Regions from separate parts of the Zea mays genome. Here region 2 is linked to region 1. The links are chromatin contacts, called in public Hi-C maps. All regions are on one chromosome and are shown on one strand. The core of a region is the stretch at or near the end of the contact, and the rest is flanking DNA. Distances in the headings are between cores, read along the strand shown. Region 1 holds the start of LOC100274516. Region 2 holds the start of LOC100279038 (Nucleobase-ascorbate transporter 3).

The links. A called contact is a pair of places that touch in the nucleus more often than the background predicts.
Region 2: a Hi-C map of ear shows a contact between it and region 1, with 1.8 times the contacts expected there. The contact joins the promoter of LOC100279038 here to the promoter of LOC100274516 in region 1. A contact is called at or near these places in 2 of 25 Hi-C or Micro-C datasets (ear and tassel).

Annotation. Positions count from the first base shown.
Region 1 is chr1:166,302,443-166,307,862 of Zm-B73-REFERENCE-NAM-5.0, reverse strand. It overlaps LOC100274516, which reads left to right and starts at 2,711. Exons shown (of 7, transcript NM_001148873.2): 1 at 2,711-3,055; 2 at 4,563-4,849; 3 at 5,269-5,420. The coding sequence starts at 2,765.
Region 2 is chr1:166,455,750-166,461,169 of Zm-B73-REFERENCE-NAM-5.0, reverse strand. LOC100279038 (Nucleobase-ascorbate transporter 3) reads right to left here and starts at 2,397. Exons shown (of 15, transcript XM_008663185.4): 1 at 1,131-2,397; 2 at 295-1,048; 3 at 1-10.

The DNA of each region.
Region 1 (5,420 bases), core at 1,462-3,961:
GAAGAGAACTCATGCTTGATGCCCTCATTCTCAAGAAAGCCTTCTATTTGTGAGTTCTTGAACTCCGTCCTATTGTCGCTTATAATCTTTTTTTATCCTTAATCCGAACTCATTTTGAGCTCGTCTCAAGAATCCCTTTAAAGTCTCTTGGGTTTGAGATTTATCCTGCAAAAAGAACACCCAAGTGAAGCGAGAATAATCATCCACAATTACAAGACAATACTTACTCCCGCCGATGCTTATGTAAGCGATCGGGCCGAATAGATCCATGTGGAGTAGCTCAAGCGGCCTGTCGGTCGTCATGATGTTCTTGTGTGGATGATGGGTACCAACTTGCTTTCCTGCTTGGCATGCGCTACAGACCCTGTCTTTCTCAAAATGAACATTTGTTAGTCCTAAAATGTGCTCTCCCTTTAGAAGCTTGTGAAGATTCTTCATCCCAACATGGGCTAGTCGGCGATGCCAGAGCCAACCCATATTAGTCTTAGCAATTAAGCAAGTGTCGAGTTCAGCTCTATTAAAATCAACTAAGTATAGCTGACCCTCTATTCCTCCTTTAAATGCTATTGAATCATCACTTCTTCTAAAGACAATAAACCTATATCCGTAAAAAGACAGTTGTAACCCATTTTGCATAATTGAAAAACTGAAAGCAAGTTATAATCTAAAGAATCTACAAGAAAAACATTGGAAATAGAATGGTCAGGTGATATAGCAATTTTACCAATTCCTTTGACCAAACCTTGATTTCCATCCCCGAATGTGATAGCTCTTTTGGGATCATTGTTTTTCTCATAGGAGGAGAACATCCTTTTCTCCCCAGTCATGTGGTTTGTGCACCCGCTATCAATGATCCAACTTGAGCCCCCGGATGCATAAACCTACAAAACAAGTTTATGCCTTGTTCTTAGGTACCCAAACGGTCTTGGGCCCTTTCACATTAGAAACAAGCACCTTGGGTACCCAAACACAAGTCTTTGACCCCTTGTATTTACCCCCAACATATTTGACAACTACTTTGCCTGATTTGTTAGTGAGCACATAAGAAGCATCAAAAGTTTTAAAAGAAACATTAGGTTCATTTGATGCAATAGGAGATTTCTTTTTAGGCAATTTAACATGAGTGGATTGCCTAGAACTAGATGCCTCACTCTTATACATAAAAGCATGATGAGAGCCAGAGTGGGACTTCCTAGAATGAATTCTCCTAATCTTATGTTCGGGATAACCAACAAGATATAAAATATAGCCCTCGTTATCCTGAACCATGGGAGCTTTGCCTTTAACAAAGTTAGACAATTTCTTAGGGGCATTAAGCTTGACATTGTCTCTCTGTTGGAAGCCAATGTCATCCTTAATGCCAGAGCGTCTCCCACTATAGAGCATACTTCTAGCAAATTTAAAATTTTCATTTTCTAAGTTATGCTCATTAATTTTAGCACTTAGTTGAGCTATGTGATCATTTTGTTGTTTAATTAAAGCTAGGTGATCATGGATAGCATCAACATTAATGTCTCTACATCTAGTACAAATGGAAACATGGCTAACAGTAGATGTAGAGGGTTTGCAAGCATTTAATTCATCAATCTTAGCATGTAACATGGCATCCTCATTTCTAAGATTGGAAATAGAATCATTGCAAACATTTAAATCCTTAGCCTTAGCAATTAAATTATCATTCTCAATCTTAAGGCTAGAAAGTGATTTATTCAACTTGTCAATTTTAGAAGTCAAACTAGCATTATCTTTTTTGAGGTTGACAAGAGAATCATCACAAACATTTAACTTCTCAACCTTAGCAATTAATTTTGCATTCTCATTTCTAAGGTTGGAGATATTATCATGGCAAATGCTAAGATTGATGAGGTTGTCTGTCGATGGGCGCACCGGACAGTCTGGTGCGCCACCGGACACTGTCCGGTGCGCCAGCCACGTCACCCAACCGTTAGGGTTCTGATGGTTTCGACCTTTGGAGCTCTGACAGATTTGGGCACCGGACAGTCTGGTGCCGCACCGGACAGTCACTGTTCACTGTCCGGTGCGCCTTCTGGTGCTGCTCTGACTCTGCGCGCGCTGTACGCGCACTGTTCACGTTCACTGTTTACTTTTGTAGACGATCGTTGGCGCAATAGACGTTGCTCCGCATGGCACACCGGACAGTCCGTTGCTACACCAGACAGTCTGGTGAATTATAGCGGAGTGGCTCTCCAAAAACCCGAAGCTGAGCAGTTCAGAGTTGATCTCCCTGGCACACCGGACAGTCCGGTGCGCCAGACCAGGGCAGCCTTCGGTTGGTTTTGCTCCTTTCTTTTTGAACCCTAACTTTAACTTTTTATTGGTTTGTGTTGAACCTTTGGCACCTGTAGAACATGTAATCTAGAGCAAACTAGTTAGTCCAATTATTTGTGTTGGTCAATTCAACCACCAAAATCATTTAGGAAAAGGTTTGACCCTATTTCCCTTTCACTTAGCACTAACATTGATTTAGAGATGCCTGACGAGGTTGATAAATGTAGAAATGAAATTGAATTTTGTAGGGAGTTTTGTAAATTTAGAGATCTTATTTACATAACTGTTGAATAAGAGTTTTTCTAGAAAACTTTTTAAATTCATATTTAGAGAGTTGTTTATATAACTATTTGGAGATGCTTTTGCATAAGTTTATTTTTGTAAGTCAATTCTTGGCCCATGGGCCAAGCTCTGCAAACGTTAAAAAAATTAACTCTCTTCTCGGGAGAGCCCAACTAGACTCGCAGTCGCGTCCATGGCGATCTTGGTAGGCCTCGTCGCCGTCCTCTCCGCCCTCTTCGCCGCCGCGCTTCGGCGCCTCCTAATCTCTTGTCGCCACCCCGCATACGCCGCCGGTTTCTTCCACCCGTACACCAACGACGGCGGCGGAGGCGAGCGCGTGCTCTGGTGTGCGGTGCGCGCCGTGCAGGAGCTTTGCCCGGACCTCCCCTGCGCTGTCTACACCGGCGATGCCGATGCGGCGCCCGAGGCCCTCGCCGCACGCGCTCTCGACCGGTTCGGTGTCCGTCTCCTCCGCCCGCCGCAGGTACGGTGCTGCCTGATCAGTCGGGATTGCCTCCTTTGTAAGTAAAGAGAGAAAAAAATGGATCTCGCTGTTTGACGTCGTGCAAAGTTGCATCGGCTAAGTTGAAATGGCTGATGTTAATGCAGCTGATTAGTTGTGCCCTGTGATTTCAGTTGAGCATTGTGCCACTTTGGAAATCCGCTTCATATTAGGGCCTGCTTACTTATACTGACTCTCAATTCTGCATGATATTGCTCCAGAAAATCTGTTATCCAGCGATGGTGGAACACTCGTACTTTTCGCGTGGCTCCCTGTATTCCTTGGCACCTGCTGTTAGCTGTGTTAGGAGTTATGTTCTTGTAGTGGAATTATGCTGTACACTATTCTTGCTTCCTACTTGAACCTTTGGGGCTGTACAAGGTTTTAAAGTCGGCTAGTCGACTCTAGTCGCCTGAGCACCGAGAAGGTGATTAATCGTGATTAGTCGAGCCTAGTCGTCCTATAGTTGTACCAGGACTGCAATAAAGCAATACACTATAGCTGTAGCAGGACAGCAGTAAAACAATATACTATAGCTGTAGCAGAACAACAGACTTTGAAAGTCTGAACTGTGAACTCAGAAGAAGTCTAAACTGATTCACTCTGAAGAAGTCTAATGGAGGAGGTGGAATGGATTAGTGGAGGACGGACGCGCACTGGAGGGTGGACTCCGGTGGGGACCTGAAGCAGAGGCGAGCGTCGCACACTAGAGGGGATCGGCTCTAGCAGAGGCCTCTGCAGCAGCCGCGCACTAGAGCAGAGGGGGCACAACCGGAGCAGAGGGCCGCCGGAGCCGAGGGGGCGCAGCTGCGCGCTGGAGAAGGGACGACGGCTACTGTGGTACAGATAGGGCAACACAAGTTTTCTACTTTCTGCAAAGATGGTGGGCCGGCCCATAGAACAGAGAGCGAATTACTGGCCCAAAACAGATATAAGCTAGTCGGACATAACCCCTAATCGGGCGACTAATCGTGATTAGTCAGTGACTAGGACGACTAATCGCTTCCTAGTCACCCTAGTCGAGTCGAAGCCCCTAATCGTGCTTACTCCGGCGATAAGGCCGACTAATTGTGACTAATCGCGATTAGTCGGACGACTTTAAAACCGTGGGGCTGTATATCATTGCTTCCTGATTCACAACTGGTTGTTGTTATTGCTGGTGTAAATACATTCTATGGTACAAAAAATAGACAATGGTAGCCGGCAGTTCCTGAGATGCGCATGTAAAATTAATGATATAGTCTGAATCCATTGCTGATAAAGTTAGTGAAATTAAATAACAATAATGCCAAATACAGTCTGAAAAAGTTAAACTAAGTCCAGTGTATGTAGGGATGTAATCCAGTATCATTATATTCAGAGTGAGGGAAATGTGTGTTACCTTTCTACTCCAATTCCCTATTGTGTTTATGAAATTAATTAAATAATTTCTTTTTGCAGATGTGATATACCAGCACTGTTAACGATTTGTTTGGGCTGTATTTTTCAGGTTGTTCACTTGAATAAGAGAAAGTGGATCGAAGCAAGCACGTATCCCCACTTCACAATGATCGGGCAAAGTCTTGGCTCTGTTTATCTTGCATGGGAAGCCCTTACTAAATTTACCCCGCAGTTTTACTTTGATACAAGTGGCTATGCTTTTGCGTATCCACTAGCTCGGCTATTTGGTTGCAAAGTCATCTGCTATACTCATTACCCTACAATCAGTTCTGATATGGTTGAACGTGTTAAGCACCGCAGTTCTATGTATAATAACAATTCTCTTATCGCAGGGAGGTATGCACTGCTCAGAGTGATTAGTTTCAACTCTTCTTATCGTGCACTAGTATATTAATACAGGAAAAAACAAGAGGCATTACTGTATCTGAGAAAAAAATTGCAAAACATGATAAAATCACCATAATGTGCTAGCTAACCATGCATGTTTGTCCTCAGTGCTGTCTTAATCTATCCTACGCTCTTTATTAACACATGCTTTGTCCTTCTTAAGATGTCACATTTAGATTAATAGGATCAAGTAATGTTCAACTAGTAATTATTTTGCCACTCATTGGTTTTTGCAATCTAGATGTCTTTTGCTGTTTCCGTAGCTATTAATTATCTTTGTTTCTCAATATGTATCAATCATTATATCTTTCTGTTCTTATGTAACAATAATGACCATGAAAACTAATTGGGCACTCATTCTACTGTAGCATTTGGCTATCCCGATGTAAAATCCTCTACTATACCATATTCAGTTGGTTATATGGTCTGGTGGGTTCATGTGCGCATCTTGTAATGGTTAATTCCTCATGGACAAGATCCCACATCACAAATATTTGGAAGATCCCAGAGCGTACTAAGA
Region 2 (5,420 bases), core at 1,148-3,647, 150 kb before region 1:
GACCGGACTGCTGCAACGAGAGAAAGAGGAATCGAATTATAAACCTAAGAAGCTCCACCTCTTTCCTGGAAGCTTCCTATTAATCACTCGGATTTCAGGGTGGCGTAGTAACGGCAAATAAAAAGATGCTGTAATTTCAAGCGATTCGCGAGGGGGGAGAAACCAGCAAAGAAACCGATGGCGAGAGCAGCACTCAAAGCTTGCCACCTTTTCTTCCTCATTCATCGAGAAAGGGGGGGAAACTGGGAACATGTTTTCCGAAGATTGCTCAGCAAAAAGGACGCAAGAGTTCACCTTTGCTGCTGCTACTGTGTCGCGCGCGCTAGACTCGCTCGATGGAGTGGCACGCAGCAAGAGACTCCATGGAGGCAAAAGAGAAGAAGAAGAAGAAGATTCAGATGCAAATCTCGGGGAATCGAAGACCGGACCTTCACCGATTCCTCTTTAGTATCCCAGAATTGCCGAGACAGGGACAAGCATAGGACGACGACCGGGGAAGAAGAGGACTGATGTGACGGGGAGCTTCACTCCAAAGATTCGCGCAAGCAGCGGCAGCGCTGCTTGTTCGAAGAACTCCCGCTAAACAAATGCAGCGAAAAGGATGCAAGTATTGAAAACCCGGCGCCTCACGTCATCGGCGCACTAGAATAAAGAGAAAAGGCGCACGGAAACCAAACCAAACCCGCACACAAGAACAAGAACAGAAACAAAAGCAAAAAACCAGGAACAAAAAAACAGGAATTCAGAAGCTCGTGCCGCTGCGGGCGTCTCTTCTCTCCCACCTCTCGAAAAGGAAGAAACTTCGAGAGAATCCAGAGAGATTGAGGTGGGGGCGGAAAAGATGCGCGACTGTGCGAGTGCGAGGAGCAATCGGATGAAAAAAGAAAAGAAAAAAGCTCTCACCTTTCTACGCTCTCGCCTTTTCCCTCACTCCCTCTGCCTGTGCTCTCTTCTCGCTTCTTATCTCCTTTCTACGGCTGGCCCTCCCTCGGAACCCAGCGGCGGCGGGGCGCAACAGGACAAGCAGGGGATTTTGTAGCCTTGCGGCCTGCGGGGGGGGGGGGGGGGGGGGGGATCAGGAGAAGATTGCGAATTCGAAAACACCTAGTAGGCTAGTACTACCACTTTACACCTGGTTTAATCGCCGGTTTCTTTTTAGCAGCCGTGTTGATTTGCTTCCTTCCTGGTTACTCTACTGGATCACAAGCGTCCAAAGCAGAAGCGAGGCACCGCTCTGGCCGTGTGCTCGGTCGACGGCTGGACGCTGAAGGGGAAGTGCTGGTGTTCCACTGCTGGGAGGCGAACAGCAAGCAGTACAGCAGCAGTGGTGCTGTTCTCGTTCTGTGCTGGAGTTGGATGGCTGGACTGGACCTGCTGGTTGATGGGGTGGATCTGGGCTGGGCAGGACGGCTGATGAGAGAGAGAGGGCTGGATGGACTGCATGCATTGACAGTTCTTGTTTTGGGGAAGGGAGTATTGAATGCAGCAGATTCCCAGGATGGTGAGTGAGGGTGTCTTGTAGCATTGATCGCTGTGTGGGCAGGGCAGCAGTGGTGACGGTGGGTCAGTTCCAGGCAGGCCGCTTCCTCCTCCCTCATGTCTCTCAGTCTCATCATCAGTAGGAGTACGTCCGAGAACGACCGACTTGTTTGAGATTGGTGTAGTACTAGTTCTTGTTTTCCTTTCCTTTTTTTCTCGTAGAACACAGTCCCTATATTATTTTTATAATATTTTTGTCTCTATAGATTATAGATACAAAAGTCCAAATAACTGGCTTTAATCAAGCGAACAACCCCGAGAACCTTCTGGTTCTTGAATCTTGACCTTCATTCACGGTTGTGCACCACGGGCATTCTTCGTTGGACGGCGTGTTTGGATCATCCAGACACAGGGATGGTATGTACAACCCTGATTTTTTAAGTATAAGATACAGTTAAAAAACTATATGATTCAACTCAGAGACTCTAAACCTAGATGCAGAAAATAATATATATAGAGAGTCGTGTAGAGACAATTCTTCGCGAAAAACTGGCTTCTTATATTTTTTAATTAGTCTCCTAGAGACCTTGAAAAGAACACATTTATTGTGTGATTGACGCCCTCTCATCAGTAGCTAGCAGTGGCAATCAAGGATGAACACCCCACGACCCTGTCCTGGGTGTCACTGCCCTACGGATCTCTTTGTTACAGCTTTTTCTGAACGGTGCTAGTGTCTGTAGCACTTTCGATCCGTGGGGTGGTCGTGCCAGGTCGGATGAGGTGTGAGTTTTTGGCCGCTTGCTAGCTAGCTCTGAGTGACCGTCGAAAGGTGTCTCCCTGTCCCTGCTCTGCTCTCACTACTTCAGGGTCCAGTCCACACAAAAGCATGTTCCTTCTTAATCTATTTCCAGCAAATTACCATATAAAAGGGTAACTAATATATGTACACTGTGCATTATATGATGCAAAACAGTATAAAATAATATTTTGTGTAAGGTGAATTGCTAGACACGACCTTATTAGACGGTGCGCATTCTCTTTCTTATGGTTTTGTTTTAACCATAAATAACATTCAATTTGTTCCGGAAAACTTCATATTCCTAACACGGTAATTTTGTTTATTAGAAAAAACAACAAAATGATTCACTTATTTTTTGGAAGTGGATTAATAGGTTTAGTAAGGATGTGTTTGGTTTGAGAGATGAGGTGGTACATCTTCTTCTCACTCCTTATTTTTTTATTTGGTTTGTGGAATAAAATAAGTTGATTCATCACCACCTCATTCCTCATAAGCTAATAATTAGTATATACATGAGGAATGGATTGATTCCACCAAAATTTATGAGATGAACTCATGATACATCATCTTATGAAGCATAGGGTGACTCTACCAACCAACCATAGCATAAGTAACACACCGTACACTACACGTCACGATAAAAATAAAGTAGAATTGGACGCCTACGATGTAATTTACTAGTAGTACATGTTTTCTGTATTGCCAATATGTCGGTGAGCGTTGACATATGAAAAGGGGGTGATAAAAGTGCCAACAACACGCATGACACGAAATTTGTAATAAGTCTCTCATGTCTCCCTTCTCGTTCCTTCATTCTCTGGATTATCTGGGGTATATACAACTCATAGCTCTCGGACCAATTTTCTAAATATAAGAGGCAACTAAGATATCGTATGATATAACTCTGAGTCTTTAAATTATAAATGTAGTTAAGAGATAATATGTATAGAGAGTTGTACAGAGACCAGCTCTTCGCATAGATCATGTCCCTTATACTTCTTTTAGTTAACCACTATAGGCCTCTCAAGAGACCCCATATTTAGACCTATTGAAATGTAAGGTCGGGTCAGATTAAGGTCGAATCATGGGTTGTTTAGCATGGCTCGTGTCTCGATTCGTGCCTAGTGTCGGGTCGAGTTGGTTGGTGCCTCTCTGTTGGACATGTCGGGTTGGGTCAGGTTTTTTGGCTTTAGGACTGATTTTTTCGATTTTTGGGTAAAAAAAGCATGGCATGTGCCCAGCCATAAATTATTGCAGGTCAAAAATTATGGCTCGTACTCGCCCATTGTATTGGTCATATCAGGGTTTTTTTGGCTTTAGGACAGATTTTTTGGGTTTTGGGTAAAAACTCATGGCCCGTGTCCTGCCATAAATTATTGCAGGTCAAAACCTATGGCTCATACTCTCTCGTTGTATTGGTCGGGTCGAGTTTTTTTGGCTTTAGGACAAGTTTTTTCGCGTTTTGGGTAAAAACATCATGGCATGTGTCAGGTCGTAAATTATTGAATGTCAAAAAATGGCTCGTACTCGCCCGTTGTATTGGTCGGTCGGGTCAGGTTTTTTTAGGCGGGCCAGATTGAGTTGGTTGGGTCAGACGACACATGCTCAAGTCCGCCCATATTAAATGGGGTTGTACATGCCCTAAGCGTGCAAGATGGTGAGAGCAAGCGTCGACAAGTGACACAAGCGTAGGAGACGGTATCACGCAATGGAGGCCTAGTGGCACGAAACATACAATACAATTATAGGGGGCACACTAGGAAGATGTTGCGATATGCATTTCTAGATAGCCATATCCTTCCTCTTCTTTATTCCCTAAATCAGCATAGGCCCAAGTATGGCACAGAGGAGTTGATTCGACCAATGGAGCACTTCTCATCTATAATGGATGGGAATGTGAGCTTCATCACTCACCCATGCATGAGGGTGGTTTTAATCTACTCGATGGAGACCAGTAGCGGGCTGGCCACAAGCATGCATGTTTTGTCTAACGATTAAAAGTGGGCAGAAGGTATAAGATTTTGTCAAAATTGGTCGGTCTGGCATAGACTTGTCTCATATGTGTGCGCACAGGGGATGAGGGGATCGCGGTGGACTCAACCACACACTTGTTGAATGGTGATGGCCTATACCAATGGGAACAACGATGCACACAAGCTCAAAAGTTCTATCATAGAAGCTATAGTACAATAGGCTTGGAGCTCCAACATGGTTTCTATGTGTTCAATGGGCGCAAAGAGTAGAAGAGAAAGAAACAAACTCAGTATAGCTCATTTTTAGGATAATATGTGAAGCACAAGGCGAAGAACAACGATGATAGTAGGAGCTCGATGGTGGTGGTGGTGGTGAGCTCTAGAGTAGATGCACATATGTCAAGCTTCAAACGGCGAAAAGGAGGGTAGTGTGGTCGAGGCACAAGCATTTGCTTGGCAAATGTTATGTCGTATTGGCTGTTGACTCCACATGCCATATCAAATCTAAGAACCAAACATAGGATTATGTACCTAGGATAGAGCACCTTAAAAGTGTATTGATTTGGAAGTTTAATCTAAGAGCCAAACAAGAGGGTATAGACTTACGATCAACCACTTAAAAAGTTTATGGACCCAAAAAATCAAGTTTTTTAGATTCGATAGAACTAATTAAAATCCACACATAAGTTAATGAATCTTTAGTGCATTTAACTCTTTAGCTTATATCACCATGGAAATTTAGGACGGTGTAGGTCAATTTATAATCCTTGTTTCAAATGTAGTATCTCCATGTTTAGTATTTTACACAAAGCGAGAACAAAAGCGTAAGAGAAGTGCTACACTTATGCAGTCTTGTTGCATGTAAGGAGTTAGGATATAAGCAAGTTTTAGACACATGATGTTACATATGGTATTTAGAGCATCAACCATTATTACATATATGTGTACTATGTTATAAATTGCCTGTAGAGGGTATAATGCACACTCATATATGTCCATGGAGGGGTAATAAGAGTGGCGCCGCAATGTACCAAGAAGTGGTTTTGGATTCTTAGTATGTACGTGTGGTCAATTGTTGAGGACAACCCTTAGTGCTGATTTGGTGGATAGGGAATTGGAGGGGATCCATGTGGGAGGAATCCCCTCCCTATTCAAATTTGAATAGGGAG